Linked DNA regions of Gossypium hirsutum: all the other regions are linked to region 1. Evidence: chromatin contacts called from public Hi-C data. All regions are on one chromosome and are shown on one strand. Each heading gives the region's core, a stretch centred on a gene start, on an enhancer-like site or on the middle of the called end of the contact. The rest is flanking DNA. Distances are from core to core; before and after follow the strand shown.

Evidence for each region. Hi-C and Micro-C count contacts between places; a contact is called where the count stands out from the background.
Region 2: a Hi-C map of leaf shows a contact between it and region 1, with 3 times the contacts expected there. The contact joins the promoter of LOC107952941 here to the enhancer-like site in region 1. A contact is called at or near these places in 10 of 34 Hi-C or Micro-C datasets (fibers, hypocotyl, leaf and 1 more).
Region 3: a contact with region 1 is called in a Hi-C map of hypocotyl, with 2.6 times the contacts expected there. The contact joins the promoter of LOC107952940 here to the enhancer-like site in region 1. A contact is called at or near these places in 5 of 34 Hi-C or Micro-C datasets (hypocotyl and leaf).

What each region holds. Positions count from the first base shown.
Region 1 is chrA07:31,162,559-31,165,983 of Gossypium_hirsutum_v2.1, reverse strand. No RefSeq gene overlaps it. Among protein-coding and RNA genes, the nearest start is that of LOC107952940, 38 kb to the left of the region's middle. Within about 2 kb of position 1,468, at least 7 of the 9 cell types and tissues checked have an H3K27ac peak or open chromatin away from gene starts, as enhancers often do. A contact at or near this core is called in fibers, hypocotyl and leaf, where this site is marked.
Region 2 is chrA07:31,124,029-31,127,411 of Gossypium_hirsutum_v2.1, reverse strand. LOC107952941 reads left to right here and starts at 1,803. Exons shown (of 5, transcript XM_016888150.2): 1 at 1,803-2,275; 2 at 2,541-3,383. The coding sequence starts at 2,161.
Region 3 is chrA07:31,200,413-31,203,922 of Gossypium_hirsutum_v2.1, reverse strand. LOC107952940 (jasmonoyl--L-amino acid synthetase JAR4) reads left to right here and starts at 2,120. Exons shown (of 5, transcript XM_016888147.2): 1 at 2,120-2,446; 2 at 3,130-3,444. The coding sequence starts at 3,152.

The sequences.
Region 1 (3,425 bases), core at 219-2,718:
ACAACTAAACCGAATCATAACTCTTAAACCATTTGACTAGACCTTCAAAAGTTTCATTGCTAAGCTAACTTGGAGATATCATTTACTATAGTATTGAATGTAGTAAGTAATCTTCACCTCAAGTTATTTGCTTTTGACTCAAAGAGAGGAGTTTCGTTTAACTCCTTTAATGCTCATAAATAGAAAAATTTGTAAAGAAGTTGTCGAAGAAAAAAAATGCATTTATAGTGAAGAAAAAAAAACAAAAAAAAAACACCAAATCATATTTTAGACTAATATTATAAAGTTCCATTTTTTTTTTGTCTTAGACTTTCTTGTTCTTCTATCAATATTTCATTGTTCTCTGCAGGATTTTTTTGAATTTAGAAACAAGCACACGCACTCTTACAATAATTATCATTATATCACAACTTATGTTTTCCTTCTAGTCTTTTCGAGTACTTAGGCATAAAATAACTTTGAAACAGAGGTTGGATTTGAAGAGTTTAGGTGAAAATTACTACGGGTCAAAGTTTTGGAGCGACTTGTGGTGGGGGTACGATGGCTTGAAATTTGTGGATGTTAGATTCTGGGTTTAGTTTAACCTTTCAATTAACTTTGAAGAGAGTAGTAGAGGGTAAAGGAGAAAGAAGCTGAAGAGATGGTTCTTATTGGTGTAAAACACGCCATTTCACTTAACAAGAAAATTATGTGGAAATTAGAAAATGAAAACTTATATATATAGTTAGGTGACCAATGTAGTTTACCCTAAAAAGAAATAGAGAAGAACTGCTTATGGGCTCCGTCTAAAGCAAATCTTGGTTTTGGAAGAATTGTTGATTTGGGCTAATTGCGGTGAATTAGTATATTCATTATCCAAGACTTGGAGCAAAAACATCACTCTTCTTACATCTTTTCTCAAAATATCAAATCACGACCCCATAGCAAAGGAAACTGAAATCAGGATGTAAACAAATAAGAAGTATCACGTAATGATCTGCGAATCTGGTGAAAAATATAAATCATAGATTGATTAAAAAGTAAATTGATTTATTTTTCTTTGTTAAACATTTCATTCATTTCTACCATTAAAAGTTAGTGACTGATAAAATAACCAGAAAGTTACATGTGTACCTTATTCTAATGTACGAAGATTAATTTTTAACAATAAAAATAGATAAAATTTTTAATAGAATGAGTAATTTATTTTTTGATCTAATGTACAAAAATTAATTCATCTATTTTTTTTAAATAAATGAGACAAAATATAATTCAACTCTTAGTATAAATACCTTCATAATATTTTTATTGCATTTATATTTTATTTTTGAATACCCACCATGTAAAGGACGATTTTGAAGCCTATGCATCTTACTTGCTATGATTTGGTTTACCCAAAAACCTGGTTTGAGTATGAGAAAGAAGGTTGTAGACGGAGTCCCAAATAGAAAGAAGGCAACTTTGATAATTATTATCAGAACAGTCACTTCATTTTTGAAGTGCTTACACATTGGGCCTCCTGGTCATGGACCTGTCATTTCCTAGTTTGGGCCCTGCAATGCTTTATCATTTTTTTAGCTTAAACACAAAAATAGGACAAATTTGCCTGCCTTCAAAGAATCTGCCAGCAAATGATCCAACAAATATTATGGGGACACCTTGTATTTAAATATTCAATTTGATGAGGTTGAGGGAATTTCACCCTTCTCTTGTTTCTGGCATGACCCACATGTTGAGAGGTCTTATACAATTAAAGCCATTGACTTCTTGGGGAAAGTTCCTACATACTAATATTAAGCAAAGCAATCCCTTTTTGACGCATTTGGCTGGTTTAGCAGTTGACCTGGAATTGTCGCCCAAACGCCAATTAATAAACCTCGGATTTGAAGTCTGAATAGTCTCCGCGGTTGAATCAACTTATCAAATTTTACTACTCAACCCATTGCTTTTTTTTATCAATAATAACTACGGGTAATGAAACTTCAATTTTTTATGAATGCCCTACAAATTGATTGTTATTATCACACAACAATCAGAATTGGGGACATCTTCAAGTGTTATTTCTGTTTTTATATAATAGGTTAGTAGTTTGAGGTTGGGTGTCATGGGAGGCGAAGCGCACACTCAAATGCCACTGCAATAGCAACCAAAGGCCAGCGGCTCCTTGGACGTTGCTTTCTTCATCAAATTACCTACATTTTTCTTTTTCTTTTTTAAAATCTAATGTTTTATGTGTTTCTTGACTTTCATATTTGTTTTTCACAAAGTTATCATGTTATTTGCAAATAAAATCTTAAACATATTTAATAAAAAAAGAAAGAAAAGAAAATTACATTGGTAACTACTCTTTCATGTACTTACTAACCAAATTCATCAAACAAAATAAAAGTCCGCACCGACCGTTTCAAAATGACAAGTGTTTTGTTGGAACCCACATTCGATTTTCGCACCATCGTTTTACCATTTGAAAAAATAATTTAATAAATTTATTTAAGGTGTATTTAATAAATCATTAAAATTTTTTTAATCATTTTAACTTTTATTTAATATAAAATTTACAATAAAAAAATTTGAATAAGATAAAGGAGGTAATTAGTTATTTATCACTTAATGTAAAAAATTAACTCGATTTTATTTTATTAAAAATTGAAATAAATTATATATTTTTAAAAATAAAATATTCAAATTACCATATTTATCTTTCATCCAAAACTATTCAAAACAATATAAAACATTATATTAATAAAATTAAAATTAAAAATAAATAATTTTCAAAAATTAATATTTACTTTTTTCAAATAACAAAATTATATTCTATACTTATATTTACTAATTTATCAAATAAATTTCTAATATAAATTCAATACTTAATTTTTCAGTACTTAAATTTTTAATTTATAAAACACGCCTTTATATTTTATAATTAAATATAAAAATAATAATATAAAACTATTTTTTTATTTTTTTATTTTTAAAAATAATAAAATAGATCAGACCTCAAACCTATCTAAGATTGAAAAAGTTAAATTCAAATGCAAACCAATCCAACTTTCTCCTTCCATGAATATTTCAATCAAAATCATCAAGTTAAAAACATTAAAGAAAAAGGAAGTCAAAACCAAACCAAATCATTTTTTTATTAGAATTCATCCCATCCTCAGAGTGAATAATATTTTTTTAAAAAATAATTATAATTTAAAAGATAAATTAAATTTAAAAATATATATTTTTTAAAGTTGATGATTATTTAGAAATAATTGTACTTTCTGGTTAAGTGTGCTACTATAGCACGTTTCTGTCTGCTACTCTAACTCGATTAAGGCTTTTTGCTTTTTCTTTTTCTTAAGTGTAAGATCTTTGAAAATACTTTGGCGGCGATTCATTAGAATACAATGGGTGATCTATTTGGAATTTAGGCATTTTAGATTATGGAAAATGACTTGGCC
Region 2 (3,383 bases), core at 554-3,053, 39 kb after region 1:
ACTCTAATTTTAATAGAGTATTTCATTGGGTCCACCAAAGTTTCAAGTAGATAAGATTTTCCATGAGTTCCATGTGTTGAGGTAGTTTAAATGGGTCAAATAAACCTTATTTAATAAGTGAACTTCCATAAAATGTTGTGTGCAATAATTACAAATTTTGATCTTCCACCGTAGAAAAATTAATTTGAATGAAAGAACAAAAGTGACTTTGTACTAACTTTGTGATTAATATTGAATAGTTATGCTAAGGGGTGGATATTAATTGTTAAGCCTAGTTTAAACCTCTTTATTAATTATATTATTGGTAGTATCATCCTCCATTAATGATTTAGTACTTACACGTAAACCAAACTTGACGTTAAATGCCCCACCGTCCATCTAATTGCTGCCATTAAAACTCGACCTCTTGCACTCACTTCTCAAAACACACGCCATTAATCACTATCATCATCCATAGTTAAAAAGTGAAACCCTTCCATGCCGACTGCGCTTTCCCACCAATGTTTCATTTATTTCCCAAAAGAAAAACAAGACGAAAGGACGACCACCTCTCCCCTGTCCCTTATAAAAGTACTGGGAAAATAAAAGAAACTTGTCCCAAAACTTCCCATTATTACGTTTTAAGTAAGAGCATGCAATGAGAAATGTGCAACATTGACAGCATGGGACCACATCCCCTGGTTTAGCTGACGGACTTCTGCTATATTAAATAATTGAATTATTCATCAGATTAATGATTTGTTATTTGCAGTTATTATTAAATTTTCAACTATTAAAATAGAAATACAAAAAATTTGATAAAATGATGGCTTACCTATTCAACATTTTATTGAATATTGTCCATTTATCATTTTCAAATATTTTACTAAAAATTCTATATAAAAGGGCTAATAACACTATCGAGTAAATATAATTCTGTATAATATTTGTTATAAGCATATGTTAAAGGGCAAACAACAATGAGATGTTTCAGAGTTGGAATAGATTTTCGCAGTTTCCTTCACTCTTCACAACCGACAAATCACTGCTTTTCCTCTTCTTCTCTCTTTGGTTGCATTAATTGTACAACCTTAATACCATAATTTCTTAGTCCAAATAAAATTAGAAAGATAAAAATCAAAAATGGAAAATATAATTCTGTTCTTATAGGTGTATTTTAAAGAAAAGATAGGAAAACTAAAAAAAATTGTAATTTTTTAAATTAAAATAAGATAAGAAAATAAAATGTTTAAAAAAATCATAATTTTAAATTAAAATACACATTCTTATCATCATGTCAATTTGGAATTATTGATTTTTATACATTAAAATAAAAAATGATCATCTCTCTTAATTTCTTTCATCTCACTTTTCGTTTGTATCAAATAAACTCAAAACCAGATTAATGATCAAACCGATAAGTTTATTATCAAATTGATTTGATTGATCCATATAATTTGATTAAATAAAAAATTAAAAATAAATAAAATTAATTTTTAGTACATTTCGTATTTGTTCGCAAGTCAATTAATTTAATTTTTTTGAATTTATATTCTAATCAATTCTAAGGAGTCGAGCTTAAAAAAAAGTCAAGAAGCCGTACAATGGCAAAAAATATATATAAATATTGTAATTAAATTTACCGTAATTTATTTAATTAATAAAAAATTCAAAACTTGAATGTGTGAAACTTTGAAGCCGTACAATGTCAAAAAATTCAAAGCTCCAAATCTTTTAACACGTAACCTCCACATTAACAACATCGTTAAAAGATAATAGTTTAATCAACATTTTCTTTAAAAGTATGAATATTCTTTATTTTTCATACAACTTTGGGAAACTATCATGTAATCTGGGTTTCTTTTGTTTATATGTTTGGTCTCTGAGAAAACCAACAACAACCCAGCAACTTGGCTTTTAAAAGGAAACTTATGAGAACCGTCAATTCAGCTTCCTTTTCTTATTTTTCCTCCTTAGCTCTCCATTTCTGGGTTCCCAAAGTTGGCTTCATATAAATATATGAGTAAGCGAGTTTGTTGATGCTGATGGCTGTTGCCAAGAGTCGTGAGGGGATATTTTAGCTCTTAAAAGAAAAGAAATGGTTTAAGCAAGTAAATTGCTTCTGGCGTGACGTCGTTTTCTATAATTTTGGCGTGTTGGGACCCTGAATGACTTAAAAAAATGACCGAGTCAACCAAAGTAAGGTTGGTTTTGTGTCCAAAGTGCGAAAACCTTCTTCCAGAACTTGCAGAATATTCTGTTTACAAGTGTGGTGGCTGCGGTGCTGTTCTTCGAGGTACTTTTCTCTCTTTATGTTTTTCTTTATTTTACTACTTTTTTTGTTTGGCTGATGAGAAAGTTGTTGAACCCAAGAGACACAAATCTGTCTCTACCCTCATCCTGTCATGTATCTGTGTTAACTTGAAATTTTGCTTATTAGAGTAGTTTGAAATAATTTAAGGCTTTGGATTCCAGTTTCCTGTTTTAGTTCGGTCCTTTTGCAATCAAATGAGCATAATTTCTTGCATGAAATTGATAGTGGAATGTTGTTTGATTAACAGCAAAAACTGAGAATTGTGAACCAGAAACTTCCTCTGAGAAGTTGGAAGAAGACAGGCTCGGCCAAGTTCCTACCAAGTTCCGTATTTTTTCGGAGAAGGATATAGTAGACTCATGTGATGCGGGTGGTAAATCAACCGCTGGCTCTTTCAGGTGTGATACAACTAGGAATGAACCTAAACTTGCTGCTGATAAGTGCTGTGTTGACAAAGGTAATGATATTAGTGCAAATAAGGATGAGGTGGTAAATTTAACTGGAACAGGAAACCAGAGTTTCGATTCCAAATTTGGGCATACTGGTGGATCACAAATACTGGGAGACGTTCCTGATTGGGAAGCTGGGAAGCAAGAAGAGATGGAGGGTTTTCCGAGAATTCCAAGAGATGTTACCGAAGACCATCCGGATGAAGGCCCATCAAACCGCCAGTTAGATGCTTCTTATGGGTTGCAGGCTCAAACTGACCAGGATGGTTCTGGTAGAATTCTCCTCGAAGAAGATCGAGCTATGCTTCTGAGGAAGCTAGATGAGATAAAGGAGCAACTTAGTAGGTCCTGTAATGTGGTAGATAAACCAAAAGATAAGGTTCCACTTGATGGGAGGGTTGCTCCTCCAGAGTCATTTGGTGGTGTTGGTTCCTGGTTTCCAAATGGTTCTTCCGCATCACAAAACCCTTCATTACCTTTCTATGGACCTGATGAAGATGGTTCTAGGGCAGGAACCTCTTACTTTGCTCAGTTTCCAGAATCGGATGCTTATCCTGTTGCGAATGCAATGACTCCACATGGACGGCATCCTCGAATGCTTGATCCAAATCATGTTCCTGCATATTTTGGACCCCGAGTGC
Region 3 (3,510 bases), core at 871-3,370, 37 kb before region 1:
TTTAGTATTTTTAAATAGTTTTTAGGGTTTTTTTTATTTTTTCTCATTACTGTTGTCAATTACATTAGCATTCGTTAACAGTCAAACCAATCAATGATGATTTCTATTAACGGAATGATTTAATTGATTTTTTTCATCGTTAAAGTGTCAATTGAGTGCAATTTTTTTCTTAAAAGGCTCAACTGATTTTTTTTTATTTTTCTTAATAAAAACTTTTTAGACCCTTTTTTTAATTTTAAAAAATTGAAGTTAAAATATTTTTGTTAAAAGAGTTTTTATTTTAACTATTAATTAAAAATAAAAAAAATTTCTATTGATGAAAAAAACTAAATAATTAACTATTAGGTCAACTATGCACATGATAAATGATAAAAGAATATTTTGTTAAAATGAAAATTTGATCAAATTCTAAGTTCGATCTCTCGATAATTAACTCTTTTATTAAAAGTATAATATCAAAATTATCATCTTTAACCCAAATTTACAAACATACATTTATAAGATTTAAATTATGATCTATTAATTGAGTATTTATCTTGTAAGAATGATTTGAGTTTGAATAATAAATGCAAGTTTGGAAGTTGAAGATCTTGCATGGATTGAATGAATAAAAAAAACCATATTATTAAAAAAAAACCATATTATTTAAAAAAATTTGGGAAAAAATATCATATAAATATAAACCCAAAAAGAATTGAAGTTGATAACTGATATACTTGGCATCAAAACGTGACATTAAATTAAAATATAGCAATGGCAGGGCAAAGAAAGAAAAGAAAAGAACGTTTTGTATGTCGACATGTGTTTTGGAGTTCGGAGTTGGGAGCGTAGGGCCCACCCACCATTTGGCCGCTCGTCACACCCCACCATGCATTGCCATGCCACCATTACTTCCTCATTTCTACATCTTTAATTTGCTTACTTTACCAATCCATGTACATCTTAATTAGATGTTAAATTACCACTCATTATCAAACCAAAACTTCCACATCCTATATTTCAATCTAATATTTTGCATTTATTATTACTTTTTAAAAAATAAAAATAAAACTTAGCGCTATATTAATTATGGTAATCAATATTGTATCAATTAATATGTATTGTTTCGATCCTAAATCAATATCAAGTAATTTATATTCTATTCTTATCAAAATTTCGATGTATCAAACATTCTATGATATAGAGACTTGGAAATCGGACTGCCCCAAACTAATTTTTTTATACAAATTTGATTTGATGCACCATTTGATTTAACCTGTACAATAAATTGACATTAATTATTACTTGTTGACTATGACTGACATATATTACTATGTGTTATTTTTTCTTAAAAGAGTTCTTTTGAGATAATTGAATTTGTTGGAAAACGATGAAATTGGCTTAGTAGAAACTGATTTTCCTTCACTCCTCTATAATTTATCCTAGTATGGAATGTGTCATGGGTGTGTTTTATTTTGGATTTTTTCCAGTTTTACTTTGATAAGGAAACAGGTTTAAAGAATAGTAAGTATAGAAGTACAATTATATAATTGATGGAAGTAACAAGATATACATAATATAATTAATGTTAATATTATATTAAGATAAGTATTTGACTTAGTGATTAAATTAATATTTTATCGATTTAAATAACACATGTTCAAATATCATTACATGTAAAATTTTTATTGACTTTTTTAAAATAAAAAGATTAAAATATTCTCGAATAATATAAATTAATTTAATTGTGAAAGGATATTTTTTCATAATTTTCCTAATCGAGTTACTACTCAATTAACTCATGACATCAACTCATTCTACAACAAAAACTAATTAAAAAAGAATCTGAATGAAAATAGAAAAGTTAAAGGGATGAGAAGTGCAATATTGCCAAAATCTGCCTTTCATTGTAGTCGACCCCACGTCAATCTGGCGTTATTAACTTCCTTATCTAGTGAACCAAAGGCAATATTAACCAATTCTCACAATAATCCAAGCCCATAAAGGTAATTTCAGAATTCATCAGTTGTACTCAAGCTGGCATTTCCGGAATTCTAAGGTTGGAGTATGGGCAAAGTCGGGAATGGACAAAAAAACATTTTAGGAATTAAAGAAAAAAAAAAGAGGCTGACAAATTTGTATTATTAATAATTTTAAAGAAAACGCCTATAAAATGCAAGCCTAAGAATCTTCTCTCTATCTCCCAATCCGCCATACCCAAAATCATTAACACACAGCAATTTGCCTTTGCCTTTCTTACGATAAAAAAACAATTTATCTATCTTTGCAGACACTTTGAGGAAAACAAGAGAGCGCATTGAAATTGGTGAGCAAACAAAATTCCTATCCTTTTTCACCTCTTTTCCCATATAAACTTGGAGAGTTCTGAGTTCTGACTCAATACCACCTTCCCTTCCCTCCATATCTCTGTCTCACTCTTTTACTGAAAAGCACTGAGCTTCCTCAGGTACTTGAAATTTCTGAATTTCAAACTGCACTTTATCCACATACTTACTCTGATTCTGTTTTATTCTTTTTCTGTTCTATTGAATTTCTTTCATTTCTTTTATTTTGTTACAGGTGATTTGAATCTCTTTCTTTGATTTCTTTTTGTTCGTTTGAAATTTTCAAAGTTTTGGAACAGGATATGAAGTTGAATTTTTGTTTCACATTTCAAATTCTTTGATTTCTTAGTTTCCTCTTCTTTCCGATTTCATTAATTTTGCACTTTTTTTAAAAAAAACGTTTAATCTCTAATCTCTAATCTCTAGTGGGAAATTGAAGTTTCTTATCGGTTGACTGTATTGACTATCCGTCAAATAAAGTGAAAGCTTGAAAATGTTTTGAGTTATTGTCTTGGTTTTTCAGATTGCTGCTTAATTATCATATAAGCTTGTTCCCCTTTTTGTCTTTATTTTTAAATTAGTGGTTATTTTTTTTCACCTCAAGTAATTTCTTTTTCTTGCATTTATTGATAGCAAAAGAAATCTCCATTCTGCTTCCGTTTGGTAGAAGAGAAAGAGAGCGGAAAACATGATTGTATTCTTTTAAAAATTATTTTTCTATGCTTTCAGATCACTTTATTCTTTTTCCTAAATAAGAAGTAAATAGTCTTCATATAATTTGATTTCCTTTATTTTTTTTTTTAAGGTTGTAGTTTGAGTAAGTAAGGATGTTAGAAAAGATGGAAATTTTACACGTAGAAAAAGTGATAGAAGAGTTCGAAACGATGACCAAAGATGCTGAGAATGTTCAAAGGGAGACCTTAAAGAAAATTTTAGAAGAAAATGGAAGCGCCGAGTATTTGCAGAATCTGGGTCTCAATGGCAGAACTGACCCCCAAAGCTTCAAGGCTTGTGTTCCTGTCGTCACTCACCAGGATTTGGAGCCTTATATTCAAAGAATTGTCGATGGTGCTTCTTCCCTGGTTCTCACTGGAAAACCCATAACCACCATATCTCTCAGGTATTCTTTACTTTAATTTTATGTTTTACATGATTTTTTTTTTAAAAATTGAATGATAATTTTTAT